Linked DNA regions of Sus scrofa: region 1 is linked to region 2. The links are chromatin contacts, called in public promoter capture Hi-C maps. All regions are on one chromosome and are shown on one strand. Each heading gives the region's core, a stretch centred on a gene start, on an enhancer-like site or on the middle of the called end of the contact. The rest is flanking DNA. Distances are from core to core; before and after follow the strand shown.

Region 1 (5,182 bases), core at 1,172-3,671, 76 kb after region 2:
CAGTTTGTGCCTTTCTTGAGGTTGGTTAAACCATTTTGCATAGCCATTTAATCCTAAGGGAAATTTCAAAATTCTGATTCTAAGCACAAAGAACTATACTCAATATCTTATAATAACCTATAATGGAAAATAGCCTGAATAGGGATTTTTTTTTACACATACATATAACTGAACCACTTTGTCATACACCTGAAACTAACACAAGATTGTAAATCAACTAAACAATTTTTAAAAATCCAGGGAGGGAGTTACAATTGTGGCTCAGAGGTAACAAACCGGACTAGTAACCATGAGGATGCTGGTTTGATCCCTGGCCTCTCTCAGTGGGTTAAGGATCCAGCGTTGCTATGAGCTGTGGAGTAGGTCACAGATACAACTCAGATCTGGTGTTGCTGTGGTTGTGGTGTAAGCCAGCAGCAGTAGCTCTGATTTGACCCCTAGCCGGGGAACCACCATATACCTCAGATATGGCCCTAAAAAAAAAAAAAAAAAAAAAAATTCTGATTCTCAGGAATTCCTATTGTTGCTCAGTGGAAATGAATCTGACTAGCACACATGAGGATGGAGGTTTGATCCCTGGCCTTGCTCAGTGGGTTAGGGATCCGGCATTGCCATGAGCTGTGGTGTAGGTTGCAGACGTGGCTCAGATCTGATGTTGCTGTGGCTATGGTGTAGGCCAGCAGCTTCTGCTCTGATTCAACCCCAGCCTGGGAACCTCCATGTGCCTCGAGTGCTGCCCTAAAAAGACAAAAAAAATTTTCTGATTTTCAGAGTTCCCTGGCGGCTCATCAGGTTAAGGAGCTCTTGTTGTCACTGCAGTGGCTCAGGTTAGCTCCCTGGGCCTGGGAACTTCTGCATGCTGCAGGGGTGGCAAAAGAAAATGTATATGAATTCCCCCTCCCCCCTAAAAAAAAGCAAGAAAGAAGAAAAGGAAAAAAAAGGAAAAATTGTAGCCCTGGGTGGGCCTGGGGATGTGTCTGGTGGAGAAGCACGTGGGCTGAGACTTGGGTGGGGATCCAGGCCACCCTCCCAGGCTCTCTTTGTCAGTGGTCGGTGGAGCAATCAGAAAAAGCAAAAAAAAAAAAAATTGGAGATGAAATTCACATAATATAAAACAGTACACTTAAAGTGTACGGTTTAGGTATTCCCATTGTGGCACCGCAAAACGAATCTGAGTAGTGTCCATGAGGATGCAGGTTTGATCCCTGGCCTTACTCAGTGGGTTAAAGTATCTGAAGTTATGATGAGCTGGGGTGTAGGTTGCAGACCGGGCTCAGATCCTGTGTTGCTGTCGCTGTAGTGTAGGCCGGCAACAGCAGCTCCGATTTGACGCCTAGCCTGGGAACTTCCATATGTCACTGGTGCAGCCCCTACAAAGCAAAATAAATAAATAAATAAATAAAAGTGTTTATTTCAGTGGCAGTTAATGTATTCACATCGTTGTGCAACCATCACCTCTAATTCCAGAACATTCCATCTCCCCAAAGGAAACCCTGTTCTCATCAGCAGTTACCTCCATCCTGTCCCCAGCCCGTGACAACCAGGAACCCACTCTCTGTGTCTGTGGATGAGCCTGTTCTGGACGTTTCCCATCCATGGAATCCCACACTGGGTGTCCTTCTGTGTCTGCTTCTCTCACTGAGCATCGTGGTCTCCAGGTCCAAGCACGTGGTAGCGAGTGTCAGTGCCTCTCTCCTCTTCAGGCTGAGTGGTGCACCCATGTGTGGAGGGACCACACTGTTCACACTGTTTATCCGTCATCTTTTTTTTTTTTTTTTTGTCTTTGTGCCTTTTCTAGGGCTGCTTCCCCAGCATATGGAGGTTCCCAGGTTAGGGGTCTAATTGGAGCTGTAGCCGCCGGCCTACACCAGAGCCACAGCAACGTGGGATCCGAGCCGTGTCTGCAACTTACACCACAGCTCGCGGCAACGCTGGATCCTTAACCCACTGAGCAAGGCCAGAGATTGAACCCGCAACCTCATGGTTCCTAGTCGGATTCGTTAACCACTGCGCCACAACGGGAACTCATATCCATCATCTATTGATGGACATTTGGGTTGCTTCCACCTTTCGGCTGCTATGAATCTTGCTGTTGTGAACATGAGTGTACCAGCTTTTGTTCAAATACCTCTTTTCAATGATTTCGGGGTAAATATCTAGGAACAGAGCTTCAAGACCCCCACTATTTAATGCCCTGGAAGGTGGGCACTGATCACCAAGTGGACACCCTGCTCCTGGCTGACCACTCCAGCTCCTCCCAGCACCCACCACCCCCATGAGAAGAGCTGAGGACCCAGAGTGGACACAGGAGCCCCATGCGGGGGTTAGGGCCCAGCTGCAGCATCCGGTTCAGGCCAGGCCACCCCGGTCCTCCAGGAGCCCCCTGCGGGTGGCCACGTCCTCCCTCCACACTGTGTGGTTACATGACTGACCTTTCAAGGCTGCTGTCCAGATTGGATGAGACATAAACACTGGCGTCCCTGTCCACAGCCTTTTCCATCTGACTTGGCAGGAAATGAGGTTTTGTGACTCAAAATTGAGGATTTCATGCCAAACCTACAGATCTGCTCAGGAAAAAACCCCAAATCTGTATTGTCCAGGAATATCCCTTCCAAATCAGGGGCAGAAGTGCAGGGCTGGGGCTGCCCCAGGTGACCCAGGACCAGTCAGGTTGCTTCTGGGAACCCTGGTCTCTTTATCTGTGAATGGAACCATCTCACTCCCTCTGCCCCCTTGTGGAAAAGCCGATGCTACTGTTGGCATTCTCTCTCCCTGGTGACTCACAAGCTGAGCCTCCCTGCCTGTAAAATTTATTTCTAATTAAAACATTTAGGGTTTTTTTTTTTTTAATTTTAAACAAGTTAGTTTGTCCAAACAGACCACAAGGAGAGTCAAAATGCAAAGCACAGACTGGGAGAAGATACTCGAAATGCATAAACCAATGGAGGTCTGGGGTCCAGAATATGTAAAGAACTCTCACTAATCAACGACAAAAAACCAAACAACCTGACTGAACAAAAGGGGCCAAGGACCTGACCTGGCAGGTCCTGAAGACACCCAAATGGCTAATGAACTCGTACTTGGGTAAAAGCCCACTGAGGGGCCACCTCACTCCGTGACCATTGAAACCAAACATGGACAACACCAAGTGCTGGGCAGCACCCAGAGCAATAGGAACTTCCTAATGTCATGGACGGGAATGTGAAAGGGGGAAGCCACTTTGGAAAAAGGTCTGGAATCTAAACAGACATTTCTCCAAAGAAGATATACGAAAAGCCAAGAGGCGCATGAAAAAATGCTCAACATCACTGAGTATTAGAGAAATGCAAATCAAAACTACACTGAGGTACCACCTCACACAGGCCAGAATGGCCACCATTAACAAGTCTACAAATAACAAATGCTGGAGAGGGTGTGGAGAAAAGGGAACCCTCCTACACTGTTGGTGGGAATGTAAATTGCTACAACCACTGTGGAAAACTAAATATAGAACTACCATATGGGCATTCCGGTCATGGCTCAGTGGTAACAAACCTGACTAGTATCCATGACGATATAGGTTCGATCCCTGGCCTCACTGAGTGGGTTAAGGATCTGGTGTTGCTGTGAGCTGTGGTGTAGGTTGCAGATGCGGTTCATATCCCATATTGCTGTGGATGTAGTATAGGCCAGTAGCTGCAGCTCTGATTCAACCCCTAGCCTGGGAATTTCCATATGCCTTGGTGTGGCCCTAAAAAGACCAAAAAAAAAAAAAAAAAAGCCATCATATGATCCAGCAATCCCACTCCTGGGCCTATATCTACACGAAACCATAATTTGAAAAGATACATGTGCTCCTATATTCATAGCAGTACTATAAACAGTAGCTAAGACATGGAAACAAACTAAATGTCCATTAACAGGAGTTCCTGTCATGGTGCAGTGGTTAACGAATCCGACTAGGGACCATGAGGTTGTGGGTTCGATCCCTGGCCTTGATCAGTGGGTTAAGGATCCGGTGTTGCCATGAGCTGTGGTGTAGGTCGCAGACACGGCTCAGATCCCTCATTGCTGTGGCTCCGGCATAGGCCGGTGGCTACAGCTCCGATTAGACAGACCCCTATCCTGGGAACCTCCATATGCTGCGGGAGCGGCCCTAGAAAAGGCAAAAAGACAAAAAAAATAAAAATAAAAAAATAAATGTCCATTAACAGATGAATGGATTAAGAAGTGTGGTACATATACACAATGGAATACTACTCAGCCATCAAAAAACAAAATAATGTCATTTGCAGCAACATGGATGCACATAGAGATTCTCATACTAATGAAGTAAGTCAGACAGAGAAAGACAAATATCATATGAGATCACTAATGTATGGAATCTAAAATATGGCAGAAATGAATCTATCTACAGAAGAGAAACAGACTCACAAACATAGAGGACAGACCTGTGGCTTCCAAGAGGGAGGGGAGAGGGATTGGGATGGACTGGGAGTTTGGGGTTAATAGATGCAAACTATTACACTTAGAATGGATAAGCAGTGAGATCCTACCATACAGCACAGGGAGCCACATACAATCTCTTGGGATAGATGGAAAAGAATATAAGAAAAAGAATGTGGCAGTTCCCGTCGTGGGGCAGTGGAAACAAATCCGACTAGGAACCATGAGGTTGCAGGTTCAATCCCTGGCCTCGCTCAGCTGGTTAAGGATCCAGTGTTGCTGTGAGCTGGAGGTAGGTCACAGACACAGCTCAGATCTGGTGAGTTGCTATGGCTGTGGTGTAGGCCAGCAGTCGTAGCTTTGATTTGACCCTAGCCTAGGAACCTCCATATGCTGCGGATGCAGCACTTAAAAGAGAGAGAGAGAGAAAAAGAAAAAGAATGTATATGTGTGTATATATGTGTATATATATGTATATATACATTACATATATATATATTATATATAACGTGTATATATGTGTATATGACTGGGTAACTATGCTGTATTGCAGAAACTGACACAACATGGTAAATTAAGTATACTCTAAAAAAAAATAATAATAAGAGCTGTTCCCATTGTAGCTCAGCAGTAGCGAACCTGACTAGTATCCTTGAAGATACTAGTTCGATCCCTCGCCCCGCTGTGAGCTGCAGTGTAGACGGCAGAGGTGGCTTGGATCTGGTGTTGCTGGGGCTGTGGTGTAGGCCAGCAGCTG
Region 2 (5,719 bases), core at 1,140-3,639:
GAAGGTGGTCGGGGAGTTCCCGCTGTGGTGCAGTGGGTTAAGAATCTGACTGTAGCCACTCGGGTCACTGCTGAGGTGCAGGTTCTATACCTGGCTCAGTGGGTTGTTGCCAGCTGCAGCTTGGATTTAGTCCCTGGCTAGGGAACTTCCATATGCCACTGGTGTGGCCATTAAAAAAAATAATAATAAAAGGTTCAGATGCAGGAATGGATGACTTTATTGCTAAGCCTGGTGACCACCGCCCTGTCCCTTAGGTCCTCCTTAGGCGGCTGCGCTGTCAGCCATCACTCCGTCGATCCAGGCCACGTAGCTCGCCAAGCGCGTGTAGATGCCGGGTTTCTTGCGGTTGCCGCAGACTCGGGAGCCTGAGGTAACCACTCCCTCGGCCACACCCCCGCACACCAGCGGGCCTCCGGAGTCGCCCTGCGTGGGGCGGGGGCTTGAGAGCTGGGTCCAGGCCAGGCTCAACCTGAACCTGCTGCAATTCCGCTCATCCCTACAGCCCCAACAGGCTCTCTCGCTCAGCAATCTTCCCAGGCCCAGCCCATCAAGGCGCCGCCTCCCAACTTTCAGCTCTGCCCCTCAAGCTTTACTCCGCCCTTTGTCTGAGTTCAGCAGCCCCCGCCTCCGACCCTGCCCCATTCCTAGCCCTCTCCATGCCCGCCCTGGCTTTGTCTTTATCTGCACCCTCTCCCAGATCCCACCTCCCCTCTCAACTCTGCCACGCCCACCCAGCCCTCACTTCTCAGGCCACGCTCACGCTGTAGAGCCTGGCCACTCTCTAAGCTCCCCACATGCCCGCCCCCTCTCAGCCCTCCCGCCCTCGCACCTTGCAGCTGTCCCGACGGTTGCTCTCCGCGCACATCATGCGCTCGGTGATGGTGCCATCGTGGTATGTGCGCAGGTTGCAGGTGGTGCGGTCCAGCACCGGTAGGAGCAGGTGCTGCAGACGGTCGGGCCGGCGGCCAGTGTGACTGACCACTCCCCAGCCGGCCACGTCGCAGAGCGTGCCTGCCGGAACCTCGTGGTCCTCTCGTTGCCAGGCAAGGGGCTGCACGGCAGGGCCCAGCTCGGCCTTCTCGGAGAGCTGAGGGTGGGGGCGGAAGCGAGCGTTAGGGGCAGCGCAGCCCCCAGTGCAGCTGGAGGGACTGCGGCTAGACTTAGCAGACCTTCAGCAGGAGGAGATCATGGTCGATGGTGTCAGGCTGGCTGTCTGGGTGGGGCACGGCGCGGAGCACGTCGTACAGGCGCTTCGAGGGCTCGGGCTGTGACAGGGAGTGCGCACCCAGGAGAACCTGCAGCTTCCCCTCGGCCCTGGAAGTGGAGTGGGCTCACATCAGAGCCATGTCCCCACCCGACACCCAATTCCCCCATTCCGCTCTTGGTCCTGGGCCACTCACACGTCCTCCAGGCAGTGTGCTGCACTCAGCACCCACTGCTCAGACACCAGGAAGCCTCCGCACACGTGCTTGCCGTTCACCTGCACCGATGCCATGTAGGGTCTCTCGTGGGACTTGGCCTCCTGGCCACCCAGGATCCGGCCACGGGGCTGTGCCACTGGAGGATGCAGGTCCGAGTGAGGGTGACTGCAGCCCAGACCTCAGATTCCCTCTAAGAGAGCGGCTCTGGCACCCTCAGACTGAAATTCCTTCCTTGGGATCCTCCCCAAAGAGTTGCAAACTCTGGGGGCCCAGGGAGGGATGCTGAAGAAGACAGACCGGGCGGTGGGGAGTGACAGTCTGGGGCAGACTCCGCGTACCTACACACTGGGCCCTAGAACTTCAATATAGACACAGACAAGTGGGGCTGATCAGACCCAACATCCTGCCAGCCGTTTGCTCCCAGCCTGGGCTTTCTGTTGTAGAACCAGAGGCTCTCTGAACTCACTAGATTCAAAGTTTTGAGAATTGCTTGGTTTTCAGAGCCTTCTGTTCATGTGGACCCTGCCCCCTCTCTGCCCACCTAGTGGGGCTGGAGGGCCATCCTCTTGAGCGGAGGGGTCCATGGCTGACTGCGCTGCAGGCTAGGGGCCCCCAGCTGGCACCCCAGTCCCGGGTCCACTCACCACATACAGCTGCTCCGAGGAGGATCAGGGCTGCCAGGTGCCCGGAGCGGTCTGCCATGATGCTGCTGTGGCCTCAACAATGGCCCAGGGCAGGGCTCTGGGGTTCTTTTATGAGGGTGGAACGGGGTGGGGGGGGAGCTCCCACAGGTCCTATCTGCCAAGTGGGCAGTGGCCCAGCTGAACAAAGGGAAGCCGTCCACGCCCTTCTCTCCCCCCACTTCCCCCGCCACAGTGCTGTGATTATCTTCCCCTAGACTTTGTACCAAGAGTAGATGGGCTGCTGGACCTGCCTGCCACCTCTGTCATTCTGTGGGAAGAGCCCCTCAGGATGGGCGGTGGGCAGAGCAGAGGGATGGACCCACCCACCCACCCACCCTGACCCCCAGCCCAGTCTCCCAGAGTGCCCTTCCAGCCCCAGAGTTTCGCAACAGCAGCTGGAGAGCAAGCCCAGTTTGTAAACAACCCACTTCCTCATTTTCTGCCCCTCCCTTCTTTCCCTTCCTCCTGCAACTTGGAGCTGAGGTCGGGTGGGGGGGAAGGTCATCCAACGCCCTTGTCCACATTGCTGTGACTCTGGGGCTTGACACCCTTTAAGTAGAATATTGTTGATGAGTAGGGACAGCTGGAAAGACTGTTGCATACAAGTGACAAAAAAATGGAGTGTAAGGGGCTGGAACCTTCAACAAGAAAATTTAAATGGAAAGTTTATGGGTCTACCTTCAGGTGTAGCTTAATCCAGGCACCTGAACAATGTTTTGTTTCTTTTTTTCCTCCTTGATGGGTTGTCTCCTCAGCAGTCTCCCCTGTTGTGGCCTCAGGGGCCCTAGACTCAGACCAATGGCCCAGTTATTCCCTCTGCCAATTCCCCATCACTCTAGCCAGCATCTCAAGGCGGCCTCTGATTGGTTGAGTTTGGATCTCATGCCCCTAAAGCAGCCATTGTGGGTTGGCAGGTTCTGATGAGCAGAACCTGGGTCACATGGTTCTCTGTAAGCTGGGGATGGTGGGTCAACATCTCATGAACCTCTTCGGGGGAGATGCTGTGTGTAACCACAAGGGTGGGGAGGACCGTGAACGTCCCCAGGAGGAACAGTGCATGGTATTTTCTCCTTTCCTTCTTTTTTCTTCATGGTGGACCATTTCACACATACAGAGAAAAATAGAAAACAGCATAACAAATGCAATTTGTTAGACCCTAAAATGTTTCCTTGCTCAAATCAGAAACTCTAAAACAAAAGCCCATTGGAATGTGGAGTGCAGATTATGTAAGTAAAAGGATTGGAAATTGCAGCAAAATTTGGAAATTACCCAAAAAGACAGAATGGTTCAGTAAATAACCCTGCAGATCCTGGGATGCTTTGTTGACATGGAAAGACCGCCAAGATATCGTATTAAGTGGAAAAAGCAGTTGTAGGGCAGTGGGTCACCTGCCTGAGCAGCTGGCCCTTGTGGGGAGAGGTGTTCTGAGGACAACCTTAGGGAGAAGCTGGAAGGCAGAGGGAACAGCACTAGTTAAGACCCTGAGGTGTCCCAAGGCAAAAGGTTGGGGAAGTGGAGGAAGGATTGTTTCCGTACCCAGTGAGGCCGAGACTGGCCTGGACCCCAACCCCTGATTGGGTCCTCCCCAGACAGTGCCTCAGTCTTCCCCATGGGGAACTGAGAATCAGAGAAACAGTGAGCAATTTGCCCAAAGTCACAGAGCTGGGACTCGAACCCAGGCCCTGGAGCATGACTTTACAGTTCTTTGCATCTCTACTTCCTCGCCTGTAAAACAAGGCACTTATATAAGAACTACTTTAGGGGCTGGAGCCAGAAACAGATGAGTGAAGATTGCAAAGATTCAGAATGATCCTTGTGACTCAGAATGAACACCTGCTATAGTGCTTTGCATTCTTGCCACCTGCAACAAGAGTCTAATGACATTTTATAGGAGGGGAAGCCAGAAACGGCTACTGGTATCCTTTAGTGAAGTATGAGGAAGGGACTTTTTATCTTGGTGCACTAAATTTGCTGCTACTTGGTAGCAGCGTACTTGTGACATGCTCAAGACATTCACCTGAGGACTTCTGACACTCAGTTGCACAACCAACAAACACCCAGGCACATTCTACAAAACAGGGTTTTTATTGTGTCAGATGCTGCATGATGCTGCATGGGAAGAGCCCAGCCGGGGGGAGTGGGGTAACAGGGGCCGCCTTTCTAGAGGGTCCTGCCCACAGGGATCCTGGGGTGGAGAGGCGGGCTGTCATTATCACCATAGCGTCGGATAATGGAGTTGATCCAGTCTGCAAACTTGGCGGTGGAGGCAAAGGTGTCTGGGAAGAGCCCAGAGCCACAGCCCCCCCGGATGAAGGAATCTATCCCCTGGACCAGCCCATTGCAGACCAAGGGCCCGCCGGAGTCCCCCTGTGGAAGCAGACAAGTTTGGGAGGCTGGGCTTTCAGGCCCCACCCTAACATCCCCACCCACTGCCCTTCAGGAGCTGGAAGTTCTTCCAGGGGTCTTGGTTGCTGCAGCCTGGGTGGGAGCAAGGGGTGGGTTGTGGGAACGCAAGATACGTACAAAGCAGATGCCAGCCTGCCGGCCTGGTACCAGGGTGCACACATTGGTGGGGCGGCAGAGGGCTGTCACCACAGTCACATTGAGCTGCTGCAGGACTCGGGGCGGTGGCCGGTTCGTGCCCAGCTGGCCCCAGCCCATGGCCAGACATCGCACCCCTTCCCCCACGCCTTGGTCCTGAGCAGGTAGCTGGGCCACCTGCACGTTGCTATTGATGAAGGCAAATCTGTTGAGCTGCAGCAGGTTGTACAGAGCAGTGGCAGGTCACAGGAGGCAGTGAACAACAACCTTCATCTTTCTGGGCCCCAAGTTTTCCCCCACCCAGGGCTCCACCATGGTCCTGGGATATCTGAGAGCCAGATATCCACCCTGCAGGATGGTTCCCACCCTTTCCTGTTTGTAAAGTGCGAGCAGCCACTGTGACCCAGGGCATCCCCAGACATGTTTTGAGTCCAGTAAACAGTAGGTACTCAAGAAAACAAAACTATGGGTAACACCACCAGCAATAAAGCCATTGTTCTAGAACTTTACAGAAAATAACCATAGCTATTCAAGCAGTGGGGAAGGACAGTTCTCTCCCTCCAGTCTCCTATTCACATGAACGTGGAGAATTTTGACCCTATTTCCACGGACCAAGAGGTCCCTGCGCCTCATCCCTGTGGGCTCCAGAAATACTATCCTTATTGATTGACAGTTGCTCAGAGCTTCCCTGCTGTCCTGGCATCTGACTTATTTCCGTCTCACAGAGGGGAAGACTGAAGCACAGAGAGATGGGACACCAGGCCTGTCCTCACCGTGTCCCCAGTCTCCTGCCCATGCTCCGCCCTCCCCAAACTAAGCTGGGCCTTTGCACCTGCCAGTTCTTCCCCACCCGCGCCTCGCACCTGGAGAACCACAATGTCGTTCCGCAGGGTCATGGGGTCGAAGCCGTTTTCAAAGACCCGCTGGATTCTGAACTTCTGCCTGGTGGACTCGCCCCGTCGCAGGTTGTGTGCCCCCAGAACCACGCGCACGGACCGAAAGTTTCTGGGGCAGGAGGAGGCGATTGAGTCGTCACCCGTGCGGGCGCAGGGGTCCCATAGAGCCGCGCACCTC

What was found. Promoter capture Hi-C pulls out the DNA fragments that hold promoters and counts their contacts.
Region 1: a contact with region 2 is called in a promoter capture Hi-C map of fetal liver, with 2.1 times the contacts expected there. The contact joins the enhancer-like site here to the promoter of CFD in region 2. A contact is called at or near these places in 3 of 5 promoter capture datasets (fetal liver, fetal skeletal muscle and liver), 22 of 47 Hi-C or Micro-C datasets (alveolar macrophages, blood, brain and 11 more) and 2 of 2 datasets of contacts at active chromatin or transcription factors (alveolar macrophages and skeletal muscle).

What each region holds. Positions count from the first base shown.
Region 1 is chr2:77,585,275-77,590,456 of Sscrofa11.1, forward strand. No RefSeq gene overlaps it. Among named protein-coding and RNA genes, the nearest start is that of PTBP1, 25 kb to the left of the region's middle. Within about 2 kb of position 2,422, at least 12 of the 83 cell types and tissues checked have an H3K27ac peak or open chromatin away from gene starts, as enhancers often do. A contact at or near this core is called in fetal liver and skeletal muscle, where this site is marked.
Region 2 is chr2:77,509,599-77,515,317 of Sscrofa11.1, forward strand. CFD (complement factor D) reads right to left here and starts at 2,390. Exons shown (of 5, transcript XM_013994801.1): 1 at 2,066-2,390; 2 at 1,401-1,557; 3 at 1,170-1,314; 4 at 830-1,087; 5 at 194-423. The coding sequence starts at 2,123. The coding sequence ends at 262. The region is part of intron 15 of MED16 (mediator of RNA polymerase II transcription subunit 16); the gene reads left to right. ELANE (neutrophil elastase) reads right to left here. Exons shown (of 5, transcript XM_003122986.4): 3 at 5,509-5,650; 4 at 4,628-4,858; 5 at 4,171-4,471. The coding sequence ends at 4,265.